Linked DNA regions of Ovis aries: region 1 is linked to region 2. Evidence: chromatin contacts called from public Hi-C data. All regions are on one chromosome and are shown on one strand. Each heading gives the region's core, a stretch centred on a gene start, on an enhancer-like site or on the middle of the called end of the contact. The rest is flanking DNA. Distances are from core to core; before and after follow the strand shown. Region 1 has its middle 630 kb from the start of SALL1. Region 2 has its middle 400 kb from the start of SALL1.

Region 1 (2,700 bases), core at 196-2,695, 230 kb before region 2:
TGAACTTTTCCATGTCTGAGTAGGACCCAGACAATATTTAGGATGTTCACATGCTAAACAACTTCATTACCTTTCTGAAATGTAGCTGTGTATCCTGTATGCTATCTGGCAGAGCTAGTCTCTAAAATCCTTTAGACCTTAAATTTGAAGTCTGTAGTGAACACATTTGATTTTGTATTTGTTTCTAAGAGAGAGTGGGCTTGCTAAGATGTGGAGGGCAGGGAAAGAGGGAGGGAAGCAGTTCCCTGAAAACACCAGCCTATGTCCAGTCTGCCAAGGAATGGGTCACAGCATCTGGAGGAACAGTGATTTTAAAACATTGCTTCACTTTGAGAGGTAGCCCCTGAGAAAACAGCTGCCTTTCCTAATGGCATAGGCCCCTCCTATGGCTACAGAGGGTGTAGGGCACTCTGTCCCAAACTGTCTCATTCATTGGCAGTGTTATGCCTAACACCCCAGAGAGAGCAGGCGAAAAGAGATCATTTCTAGTCCTTTCTGTACACAGAAGCAGTTACAGTTAATCCTTGCTCCATGCCATCATACACTGAGGACCAGAGAATCCCCACAACAGGGGCCTAAGCAAACCATCCCTTAGAGGTATTCAGGGATGGTCACGGGCCTCCTCTTTCTCTCTAGGTGATGTGGACATGGCAGCCTCCCCAACCTGCTTTTGTCTGGAACAAGTTTCCGGGGATGGAGACAGACAGAGCAAAGGAGAGGGAAGGGAGGGAGACACTGAAAGTCAGCGCTGCAGGATGGAAATCGCAGTTAGCACAAGGCTTGGTAGCTGGAAGTGGAGTGAGAATAATAAGATTTCCAAAGTAGCCTTAAAAAATAATTGCAGATAGTGCTTTACCCTGTGTTACAGAGAGGGCCCTCCCTGAAGAATAATGACCACCTCTTCGGTCCATTTAGTTTGGGTCTTTTACAGTCTATCAGAGATGAGTTTCCTGGAGTCTGGGATCCCATTCAAGGCAGTGTGGAAACATGCAGAAGTGTGTTGATTGCATTCCCACAGTCCTTACATTCTGCCCCTGGGAGGGGGCCCTCCACTGATTTCTGGAATGGATGGGCAAACAACCCGTGTTTCCAAAAGCGCTTCTGAATATCACCCCTGCTACACACACACACACACACACGCACACACACCCACACACGCGCGCGCACACTGTCAGGACATGAATGAACCCGACACTCAGACAGTTGGCTTGAATTCTGTCTCACTTCCATAAAGAAGCACGCAGAGCCCGGCTGTGAAGACAATATGGTTAGGCTACACTGCTTTAGAGACAGAGAGGAAGAAGGAAAACAACTCTTTGCCTTGGATGCAAATAAACTCAGCTTCACCTTTAAAGCTGAAAACCTGTGCCCTTGGCAAGACGTCTGGGGACGGTTCCAGAGGTATTAATCTTCCTCCGTTTACAAGTTAAATAAGTCTTTGGAAACTTTCTCTAGCCCTGCTTTTTCTCTCCAGCACCATCTCACTCTCTCGCGCCTTTTTAGTACACTCAGAACTCCCCAGCCGCAGGAAGCCCCCGGGAACCGAGGTCGGGGGAATAGACTCGGGTGGATTTCCGAGTCACCCCCTGGCTGCGGAGCCGACCAGCAGATGGCGCTGTGCCGCACGGTATGGACCCCGCGTGCCGGCCGGCGCTGGAGCGGGCAGGCTGCTCAAAGTTTCTAGTGCCATTCCTGGACCGAAACAAATGTTTGTGGAATTAAGTAGTGATTTCCTTTAGTCTGCGCGACTCTTACTGGCTGTGTTTCCAGGCTCTAGATGTTACCATATGCCATATATTGCTTTCTCGGGGAGAAATCGAGGGTTTCAAAGCACACTTAACCCATCCTAACTGCTCACGTCAACTAGTCAAGGTCTGCATTTTCTGATAAAAATAACCCGTAAAACTTCCATATTAAGAGCTAGAATGGTTTGGAAGACAAAGAAATGCTGAAAAATGTAAGTAAACAGAGCACCTGAGATTCTTTCTAAGTAAACGGCTGGGGGAGGGGGGGCCCTTTTTACCAGGCTCAAAAATAAAGCAAGAAGGCAAACAATGAAACTAAAGGCTTGGATGGGAAAGGGGTCGGTCGGGTTGCCGGCTGCCGGGCTCGGGAGGACGGGAGTTGCATTCTATGATGGCTGGAAACACTTGGCTGCAGTGACCATATATATATAGCTGTGGAGAAAACAGGAGATGTGATGATCTTGAGGGCACATCCAGGAGGCCATGAATTTTCACAAGCAAGTTAAGCAGCCGTGGATTAGGGTGATAGGAATTATCAGTGCTGTTGCTCCACGTCGCCAAGTGGCCCCATTAGTTAAGGCTCAGTATGTATTTAATGTTGTCATAAAATCTGCCTTCTCAAAGTAAGCAAGGCAAGCCTGTGTACATCCAAAGAGATGTACACAGCTTTGTTTGGGATAATGGATTTGACATGACTAGAAACAACAGGGATTCGATGGACCAGCACGGGTAGATATGACTAATTGTCATCTCCTGGTATCAGCATGAACATGGCCAGCCCTGCAGACTAGTCATGAGAAGATGGGGAAGCCAGGGGGTTTGGGCGGGACTAAGCTGCAGAATTGATCCTAACTGACTGATAACGTAGGGATGGAATGGAGCATGAAGGAGACTTTGCCTTATGTATGGATGTGAACAGAGCATTTTAGAATTGCTGAGCATTTCCTTGCTTAAA
Region 2 (2,700 bases), core at 27-2,526:
CCAGTACAGCTAAAATTGATCTTATTTGTAGGTGGGGAGAGATAAATTAGGAGTTTGGGGTTAACATATACACACTCCTATATATAAAGTAGGTGAACAACAAGGACCAACTTGTGTAGCACCAAAAACTATACTCAATATTCTATAAGGGAAAAGAATCTGAAAACGAATTCATATATATGTGTGGGCTTCCCTGATGGCTCAGGGGGTAAAGAATCCCCCTGCAGTGAGGGAGATGCAGGAGACATGGGTTTGATTCCTGGGTCAGGAAGATATCTTGGAGAAGGAAATGGCAATCCACTCCAGTATTCTCACCTGGGAAATCCTATGGACAGAGGAGCCTGGCAGGCTACAGCCCAAAGGGCCGCAAAGTGTACAACATGACTGAGTATGTGTGTATATATATATATATATATATGTATGTATGTATGTATACACACACACACATAAAACTGAATCACAGTGCCATACGCCTGAAACTAGCACAACATTGTAAATCAACTATATTTTGATAAAAGAAAAAAGGAAAGAAAAAGTGGTAAGGTCATATTGCCCTCCTGATAACAGCTAAAATTTCTCTTCTTTGTGACTGAGAGTACCACCTGATAGAAACAGGAAAGAATAAAGAAGGGACATAAAGAGAAACAAAAGTAAGACATCATGGTACCCTGGAAGAAAAGATGGAAGCACTTCTGTCCCTGATTTGCAATATCCTGATTCTTTTGTATTTCTTGTTCTGGAAGAGACCCTTGTATCTGTTCAGTACTGTCTCCATTCTGCTTGAGCTGGTCTCAAGCTATTCCTTGTAAGCAGAGAGTCTTGATGTACTAATAGCAGTTTTCACATGAATGTGCTGGGTAAGATAGAATGTCATCTCTTAGATCCCTCTAAGGTGTTACGGCAGCCACACAGGTAGAATAAGGCAAAACTCACATGTGCTAGACCTGTTGAGAACTTTTTCCACCATCAATATTATGACTATAAGGATTTTTTTCTCGCTCACTCTAGCTGACTCACTTCAAAATGTTCCATTAGGTCTCGCTCTGCTATCTGTTTAAATGGAACTGGTGAGTGAGGGGTTAAGCTAGAAACAACACAAAGTCCTCTAGTTTACAAACATTTGATTTCTTGGAATTCTCCCTTCATTCCTCAAAACCCGAAACTGACATTTGCTGGAAAGAAGCCCTGGGAGGGCAGAGTCCAAGGATTCGCTCTCACCATGAGTCACACACCAGAAATGACTAGGAAGGCACAGCTCTGGCTGAGGGGTCACCTGGCTTCCGTGAAGTGTTCTCCACGATCTCCCCATATAAATACGGAGCCAGTCACTTCTCTCTGACTCCGTGTCTTCACCACTAAAATGAGCAGCTGGCAAGTGCCCAGTGCCTCAGTTCCTCATCAAAGCCTACGATCCGCCTGGGATCATTGGGATCAGTTGTAATGAATGGCATGTAGAACTGAGAGACTCACCTGATTTCTAAAGTCTTCTCCAACTTCTTGCCAGAACAGGAAGCTCAGAGAAGACACCTCTCAGGTCCAGTGCCTGGGAGATTTGCAACAGGAGGGGAAATGAGACAAAATCCTTTGGGTGCAGCCTAATAGGATAACAGTAGCCTTAGTTTCTGCTGAGATTCTGCCATTTCCCCTGCCTTCTTCCTGAGAGACAGACAATCGCAATGGAATTTTTCAGGATTTTCAAGTATCATGATTCCCTAGATAACATGCGGTAAAAACTAGGAGAATGACTCATACCCTTTGGGATGGAAAGTTTTGTTGATAAAATGATTTCCTAGCCTGCCTTTGGGAACTTGTGCATAGACCCAGAGTCTAAAGTTGCAGCTCTTCCAATGTTGGTATTAGCGCCCTGAGCCATTGTTCAGAGAACTGATGTCATGTCCTTTTCATGGGTGTGACCCATGGAGCACTTTAGCCACAGCTGGCTATAATATAGGCTTTTCCGTGATGCTGATACACGAGGCATCGCTTCCACTTGGTCTTTTGCAAACCTCCTCCCCAACCCCCAGCCTCTATTGGCTTCCCTGGTGGCTCAAACAGTAAAGAATTTTCCTGAAACGTGGGAGACCTGGGTTTGATCCCTGGGTTGGGAAGATGCCTTGGAGAAGGAAATGGCAACCCTCTCCAGTATTCTTGCCTGGAGAATCCCATGGACAGAGGAGTCTGGTGGTCTACCGTCCCTACACAGCTGAGCAACTAACACTCACCAGCCCCTATCATCCAACGAGGAAGGAAGAAACAAGCAAACAAAAAAAACTGCCTACAGAGGAGTCCATATTCTAGATAACTAGCACGTCCTGAGTCATCGCTGTCTCTCGCCTCCTCCTGTCCTCAGAGACGCTGCATGTTTGTGTCCTTAACCTCCACTGACTTCCCTGTGAACATGTGACGCTCACTCAGGGCCTCTGGGCATTAACTGGTACAGTGGTAGCGCCTGACAGGTTTCTGTTTGGTGTGCTCGCTTTGTCACTAAAAGAAACAATTTTCAAGGCGTAATTGCTAATGATAGCTTTAAATTTATTTTTTATTTCAAAAAAAATTTATGGGAGTATCATTGACTTACAACATTGTTTTAGATGCACAGCTAAGTGAATCAGTTACACATATACATGTATCCACTCTTTTTAAATTCTGTTCCCATATAGGTCATTACAGAGAACTGAGTAGAGTTCCCTGTGCTATACA

The links. A called contact is a pair of places that touch in the nucleus more often than the background predicts.
Region 1: a Hi-C map of liver shows a contact between it and region 2, with 7 times the contacts expected there. The contact joins two enhancer-like sites. A contact is called at or near these places in 2 of 16 Hi-C or Micro-C datasets (hypothalamus and liver).

Annotation. Positions count from the first base shown.
Region 1 is chr14:19,708,321-19,711,020 of ARS-UI_Ramb_v3.0, reverse strand. No RefSeq gene overlaps it. Among named protein-coding and RNA genes, the nearest start is that of SALL1, 630 kb to the right of the region's middle. Within about 2 kb of position 1,445, at least 9 of the 54 cell types and tissues checked have an H3K27ac peak or open chromatin away from gene starts, as enhancers often do. A contact at or near this core is called in liver, where this site is marked.
Region 2 is chr14:19,478,672-19,481,371 of ARS-UI_Ramb_v3.0, reverse strand. No RefSeq gene overlaps it. Among named protein-coding and RNA genes, the nearest start is that of SALL1, 400 kb to the right of the region's middle. Within about 2 kb of position 1,276, at least 1 of the 54 cell types and tissues checked has an H3K27ac peak or open chromatin away from gene starts, as enhancers often do. A contact at or near this core is called in liver, where this site is marked.